Regions from separate parts of the Gossypium hirsutum genome. Here regions 2 and 3 are each linked to region 1. Evidence: chromatin contacts called from public Hi-C data. All regions are on one chromosome and are shown on one strand. Each heading gives the region's core, a stretch centred on a gene start, on an enhancer-like site or on the middle of the called end of the contact. The rest is flanking DNA. Distances are from core to core; before and after follow the strand shown.

What was found. A called contact is a pair of places that touch in the nucleus more often than the background predicts.
Region 2: a contact with region 1 is called in a Hi-C map of leaf, with 4 times the contacts expected there. The contact joins the enhancer-like site here to the promoter of LOC107945404 in region 1. A contact is called at or near these places in 2 of 34 Hi-C or Micro-C datasets (both in leaf).
Region 3: a contact with region 1 is called in a Hi-C map of leaf, with 2.7 times the contacts expected there. The contact joins the promoter of LOC107945408 here to the promoter of LOC107945404 in region 1. A contact is called at or near these places in 6 of 34 Hi-C or Micro-C datasets (hypocotyl and leaf).

The regions. Positions count from the first base shown.
Region 1 is chrD12:14,404,159-14,406,688 of Gossypium_hirsutum_v2.1, reverse strand. It overlaps LOC107945404 (F-box/kelch-repeat protein At3g06240), which reads left to right and starts at 1,264. Exons shown (of 4, transcript XM_016879402.2): 1 at 1,264-1,549.
Region 2 is chrD12:14,631,501-14,634,030 of Gossypium_hirsutum_v2.1, reverse strand. No RefSeq gene overlaps it. Among protein-coding and RNA genes, the nearest start is that of LOC121224520, 20 kb to the left of the region's middle. Within about 2 kb of position 1,265, at least 6 of the 9 cell types and tissues checked have an H3K27ac peak or open chromatin away from gene starts, as enhancers often do. A contact at or near this core is called in leaf, where this site is marked.
Region 3 is chrD12:14,193,115-14,195,644 of Gossypium_hirsutum_v2.1, reverse strand. LOC107945408 reads right to left here and starts at 1,258. Exons shown (of 25, transcript XM_041108505.1): 1 at 1,122-1,258. It overlaps LOC107945409 (zinc finger CCCH domain-containing protein 62), which reads right to left. Exons shown (of 9, transcript XM_016879415.2): 6 at 2,482-2,530; 7 at 2,149-2,247; 8 at 1,952-2,066; 9 at 804-1,840. The coding sequence ends at 1,398.

The DNA.
Region 1 (2,530 bases), core at 15-2,514:
TAGTTTTTTTAATACCGTATTAATTTTATGTGTTGTTATGATTAATTAATTTTAAATTATAAATTTTATTATTTAATATAATTATTTTAAAACATGCATCTATAATATTCTCAAGCACACCCACGTGATAAAATTTTTAATATATATCATATTTATACTCCTAAGAAAAAATTATTAAACGTAACTAGTCTCGGAAAAAACAAACTTCCGTGATTGCTTTGCCGTCACCTTTTTCATTTCCATACATAGCGTAACAGTCCTTATACAAATAATAAATCCAGAGTATCTACCGGTAGAAGAATCTGGTAGAAGATTGTTTTTAAAACTTTTCTACATACATGTACCCAAAAATCGTTATCTATTATTATACATGCATTAAAGTAATAGGTTTATTATTATTTATTTTAAGATTTAAAGTAATCAATTTACAATTCAACAACAAATGATTTGCATTATTTGGATTCTTATTGACAAAAGAGAAGAGATAAATATAACCGATAAAATTTATATTATATTTCAAATCTTAAATCCTTTCATTTTCAAAAGGCAATTATGGATAGGCTTGATCATGGGTCGGGTTATCTGACTCGGCCCAAAATGTGGAAAGATTGGAGTAAAAATATAGATCCGAAAAATAGGTTTGGATAAAAAAAATAAAACCCATTTAAAAACGGGCTGGGCCTCGGGTAAAGTATTTTTGGCCCAGGCCCAGCTCGACCCAAATTCACTAAATGACAAAAAAATCTGCTCTTTGTTTTTTGTTTTGTTTTTTAATGTTATTTTCTTGTTGTTTTCTTCCTATTTTGCTACCATTTTACTATTATGTTGCTACTATTTTGTTGTTATTATTTGAATATTGTATAAAACTTATTTTATTGTTAATTTTGTTATTATTTTAAAAGCATTTGTTAATTTGTTATTATTTTAGAGACATTTGTTTGTTAAGTTGTATTTATTTTAGTGTTATTTAAGTCTACATATTTTTTAAACTTTATTTTCAATTTGTTGGGAAATATTTATTTTGATATTTTTAATATTTTTGATATATTATATATTTAAAAATTATATAAAGTAATATAAAAAATTAATACGTACAAGCCGAATCGAGTCCAAATTTTAATATTTTTATCTGGGTCGAGCTTGAATAAAATTTTAAGCTTATTTTTTTAACCGAGTCGAGCCCAAACTTAATAAATAGACCTAAATTTTTAGTTGAGCCCAATCCGACCTATAAACACCTCTAATTATGGATAACATTGTCCTTTAATTTCCATGGATATATTGGGATAATGATGTGCTGACAAACCTACAACCCCAAAACCATGTCCGATATCCATCATCCCTCATTTCCCCTTCTATTTTCCATTTGATTTCCTCTTCTTTTCCTTCAGCCAATTCCCTTTCTTTCCTTATCTTCTTTTCCTTTAGCATGTAAAAGCTTGAACCAAAGTGAATTAAATAAGTTCCTTTTTCTTGGCTTCTACAGCTTTTTTCTCACTATATTCTTGAAACCCAATTTTCTTTGTGCTGTTGGAGAGCAAATTTTAAGGTATAATTTCATTAACTTTTAATTTTTCTACAAATTTATTGATTATCCAAGTTTTCTTCATCAATATTTCTATACTCGAAAGCCTATTGTTTGAATAAATTTTTGTATGAAAAATAAAGCTTTCTATTTATTGAAAAAATAAGGGGAAAAAAACAGAAGAATAGCATTATTGGGGAAAAAATTAGCAATAAATTGGGTATAAAGTTGGAAAGGGATGACATTGAAAATTTGAGATGCTGTCAAGGGTGTTTTGGTGAATTTGGATGATGGCAGTTTGGTGAATAGAACGTATTAGGACAAAAGTAGGATTTATATGTTTATTTATTTTATTAAATTTTGTTAGGAAAATATGATGATTAGTAACACGTGTCATGATGCGGAAGGTTATGGAGCAATAATACGACAAACGGATATTAAAATAATTAAGTGGGAAATTATTTCATGTAGCTTAACTTTATTGGCTCTTTTTTCTTAGCCCGCTTTGCTTTATGAGTTGCTTATTTGATAAGATCAGAATTTTGGAATTTTTCAATCCATTCCCTGAATTTTATTAGAAAACATAGTTTGAAATTGATGGATGTTATTTTATTCCGGCTTTCTTTTTATTTTGTTATTATTTTTTGAAGTATGTTTGTTTATTTGTCATATTCTTGGATATGAATATTAGGAAAATTTTTATATCTGGGTATGAGAGTTCTAGATAAAATTAGATTTTGGTACACTAGACTGAAGAAATATATTTATTAAAAGTTTATATGACACTAACAAAGTGCACTAATGCAAGTAATTCTTAGCATATCAATTATGCTAGTTTGATAAAAGATTATTATTTTTTAAGCATGTTTTAATATATGAGTGAGCAATAAATTAATTCAATCGGTAATATTTAGTTCTTTTTATGATTTACTTTTAGCAAAGATAGGAGAATTTTTCGCTTATTTTGAAGAATTTTTTTTTTTTACAAAATTTTCTGTTTATCTC
Region 2 (2,530 bases), core at 16-2,515, 230 kb before region 1:
ATCTTATTTCTAGACAAATTTATTCAAGATCTTTACTTTCTGTCATTATTTCAACATTACAAAATCATTGTCAACAACTTTTCATTTTAAGTTCCACATTTTCTCATATTGAACCAACTTGTTGAGATTTCTTTATTTTCATTATTTTTTGTCTTCAGGTACCTAATTCTCTCCTAGAATTTTAATAATTAGTTTAGTACAAGGGGATCCTCTCTCTCCTTATTTGTTCTTATTTTGTATGGAAGCTCTCTCTAGAATGCTTATCCATGCTGAGGAGAACAACGTTTTAAGAGGCATTAGGGCTAGCAGAGACAGCCCTAGAATAAATCATTTGTTTTTTGCTGATGATGCACTATTATTTGTGAGAAATAAAAAGAGTGATGTGGAGAACCTTGTTAACATGCTTAACACTTTCGTTAATATTTCAGGGCAAGAGATTAATTTTGAAAAGTCAATGGTCCTTTTCAGTCTTAACACCTCACGTGACCAGAGAACAATCCTTAGTGGCCTCCTAGGCATGACGGTGGTGGAAAACTTAAACAACTACCTTGGCCTTCCTATCCCGATTGGTAAGAAAAAAACAGTGGCTTTCCAAGAGATTACTAATAGATTGTCTTGCAGGGTTAACAACTGGACAAAGAGATTGCTCTCGTTTGGGGGAAAAGAAATCTTCATTAAAGCGGTTCTCCAATCCATCCCTACGTACGCTCTGTCAATTTTTTTGACCCCCAAAAGCATCATCGATGACATTCAGGCTAAGCTTAGCAGAACATGGTGGACGGGAAAAGATAAAGGGAGATTCTAGACAATGATCCCATGGAAAATGCTGTGTAAGCCGAAGGCTATGGGAGGTCTTGGAATTAGAAATGTGCGACTCTTCAACCTGGCTCTCTTAGGGCGTCAAGTGTGGAGACTAATAAACAATACAAACACTCTCTGCTTCAATGTCTTGTATTCAAAATATTTTCCTGATGAAACATTTTTAATTTAAAAAGGTGGACAAAGCGTCATTCACTTGGACAAGTATTGCGACAACAGCGGAAGCGCTTAAAGATGGCTTTGGATGGCAGATTGGAAACGGCGAGAGGATAAATATTTGGGAGGATAATTGGGGAATGGAAGGGCTCAATGGGGACATTATTATAAGCAACACTCTAAAAAGAGATGAAAAGAGTGTGAAAAATCTTTGGCATATGGATCGGAGGTGTTGGAAGGTTAATAAAGTCAGGCACGTGTATGGACAAGACTGGGGGGACAAGATTTGCAATATTCCCATTGGAGGGGAGGGTCAGGAAGATAGAATGATATGGTTTCATAACCCTCACGGGTTTTATACTTCAAAATCTGCCTATTCATGGCTGTTACTGAAAGAAATGGGATACGGCCCTCACAGGTTCCTTTGGAAAGTATTATGGAAGCTTGATACTCTACCGAAGATCCAGGTTTTTGCGTGGAGGGTGGGGCATGAAATCCTCCCCACGAATAGTAAGATCGCCTCTATCAGACAGTGTCTTGACAAGGGATATCCTCGATGTGGAGCAGAGACCGAAACTGTGTTGCATGCATTAAAAGACTGCCCAACCTCGAAAGCAGTCTTGTCGATCGGAGGGTGGTCCAGGAGCTTTATTTCTAAGAATTACGATCACTGCATTGATTGGTTGGAAGACTTGATGTGGGTCCTTGACAAGAGAGCTATGGCTAACTTGATAACAACCCTATGGAACTGCTGGAATAACAGGAACAACTTTATCTTCAGGGGAAAAGAAGAAGAGGCCAAGCAAATATGGGAAAGAGCTAGCAACTTCAGCAAGGAGTTTCGAATATGCAATATGATAAACGAGCCACTACTACCACAGAATGTCGTGGAGAAAAAGTGGAATAAACCTCCAAAGGGATTTATTAAAATAAATTTTAACGCTACTGTTGGCGAAAATAGAATCGGGTACGGGATGGTCGTCAGAGATGAAGAAGGTTTTGTTCTAGGTGCCGGTGGGGATTTCAAAGAGGGTGGGATTTCTGTGGAAGAAGTCGAGTGCGTGGCCTTTGAAGAGAGCATTAAAGTGGCGCGCAGACTACAGTTAAAAGAACACGTTCCTTTTGAGACCGACCATGTGGGGTTGGTCAACAGACTAAACAATTTAGTCAATGACGTCACAATAATTGGCGCACGAATTAAGGATTGTGCTGTTGCCTTTGAATTTTTTAATTCTGCCAATTTAATTTGGACCGAACGGTCTTGTAATAAGGTGGCCCATTTACTTTGTAAAAAAATGTATAGTGAGGCCAAAAATAGTTTGTTTGAATTGGATTATCTGCCCGAAATCCACAATGCTGTATTTTGTGATGTTTCTTAATTAGTCTTAGTTGACCCTTGTGGTAGTTTTTGTTTCAAAAAAAAGACAGTCTATATTTATTATTTTATTGTACAATAATTTTATCTTTGGAACCAATCAATCTACAATACATTAGGCATGTAATACTTTCATTTTTTTCTACCATGGTAGTACTACTAGGACTTAAAAACATCATA
Region 3 (2,530 bases), core at 9-2,508, 210 kb after region 1:
CTGGTTTTATTTTAGTATACTACGATTTAGCCCATTTTGGACTATCGAGTTAATAATATAAAACTTTCTAAGTGAACTTGGGAAAGATATTTAAGATGTTAATGACGGGAAGTGGGGTGGGCAATTTTTGGGTCATGTTACACATATCATATTTGTATTAATTGTTTTAGTTAATATATATGAAGTTACCTGAAATTTGCAATTTGTACTCTTTTTAACTTTAATTGGTATCTAACCTTAAAATTGCGATTTCAATTTGGTACTTTTTTTTTAAGGTATCTAACATTATTAATACAAGCGGACATGGCAACATGCCAATCTCACATTGACAGATGACAAAATTTTAAAAAAAAATTAAAATTAAGTACCTAAACTTGACTTAAAAGGAACAAATTGGCACTTACGAGGTTTTTTATCGAATAGGTACCTAAACTTGACTTGATATCTAAACTTTTTTTATCCAATTAGGTACCTGAACTTGGCTTTTTTATTCCAATTAGTACCTAAACTTAGCTTCATGGTTCAAATAAGTCATTCACAAAAAGTATTAATTTGGACCAAAAAGCCAAGTACCAATTTGAACCAAGAAGCCAAGTTCAAGTACTTAATTGCACCAAAATATACTTTACGTACCAAACTGAACTTTAGGGTCAAGTTCAAGTACCTAATTGAAGTAAAAAACATTAAGCAACAATATGAACTTTAAAACCAAATTCAAGTACCAAAAAATATATTTACCCAATTTTGACATATTTAATAATATTTTCACGTCTATATTCAAATTGATGACACCAAAAAAAAAATTCGAAACACAGACATGCATATAGCTCAGCCATCAGCTAGTCTTATCCAGGAACAGGTAACTCCATGGGTCACCATCAGCAGTGGCTATCAATGCCTAATCTTTGGCATGAATAAGGCCTAACTGCTATAAAACAACAAAACTATCAGTATGTAGCTTACACAGAGTTATAGTTGATCGGTTTAGATCAACTATCCGTCAAGCAAATCTTCACATATTTAATCTACACTGTAAAACTAAAATATCAACAGAAAAAAATTTGTGGCCATAAAAAGTGCGCAAAATATATGCAAAGAATTGCATTGTTCAACCATATTACCATTTCATAGAATGAAAAGTGCAGAAGATGTTCGTTTCCTATTTATCTTTGCATGATTTCCATGCTGAGAAGGTAACTTCCAGCTGTTGCTTGTGCATTGTAGCATCCTAATGAAAATTGAGTCAAAAGAAATTTTGCGTCCATTTACACGCCTTCACTGCAGAAAGTGATCAGTATTATAACTGCCTGTCAACATTCATCAAATCTGGAGATTGGATCAAATTCCTTTATCTATTGCAAAAGCCAGGATTTGAGTTGGGATGGTGGCTGTATTTGTCAGTTGAACTGCTGGTTTTGAGAAGCAGGTATTGTCCATGGATCTACATAAGGTCTAAAGGGCAATGACCTTACCATTGTTGAAGTAGATCCGATATTATAGCTGGAAAACCCATGAGGTGCACTCTGGTGGTTAAAGTTTCGTTGAGGTTGATATGGATTTAGGATAGTACCGGCATATGAATGATGAAAGGCACCTGTATCTTTAGCAAAATGAACGGGCTTTTCATAACTATAAGAGGTATTAGAGACTCTTAACCTTGAGTTTTGCTTCTTTTTCACTTTTCCAACTGGAGAAGACACTTGGTAATTGTTACCCATACTTGGACACCTTGGAATAGGGGTTTTTCTTCGTGGGTTATTAATCTTTCCCCTGTCCGGTTCAGTAGTTTTTCTTTTTTTCGATGGTCTTGATTGATGTGAATGCTTTTGGCATTTTGTACCTAGTTATAAAAGAAGAAACATGTGATGTAAAATTCCAGTAGCCCAATAGTCAAGAGAAATGGAATTCACAGAAACATAGTTTACTTTCACCATCTCGCTCTCCAACATACCAACATCAGTAGACCACTTCCTCGTTCTTTTCATTGCTTTTACCAGTCTTGCTGCGTTGCCTCGTTTGTGCTTCTCGGCAAGTACATGTTTTCTTTCGGCCTCATCACTCCAATGCTGATGTAGACCAAAAGAAGAAAAGCATAAATAAACCAAGCCCATCATGGCTAAAAATGTCAATTTCCAGCCAGATACTTGCCTGTCTGTAAGTTTTCAATTTATAAAGGTTTCGACCCTTTACAAGCAAAGGAAATAATGAAGGCAATTTTTTACTCCCCTTGCTCCATAATACTTCAACCTATACATCAAAAACACGGAACTGGTGGATACTATCATCAAGTGCACAAACAACTCATTGGGGAAAAAAAAATTACAGAAAACGCATGAAAGGAACAATTTGTCACCTATTGCAAACTATCACTCAGATTGGCAAAATCAACCGTTTTGAACATATCTTTGTTTTAGAAACCAAATATGTGCAACATTTACAGGACTTCTACCTACCTAACATAAGATAGTGCATTGGAATTACCGTAAATGTGTGTTGTTGTTTGGCTTTGCCATAGCTTTCCTTCACAACC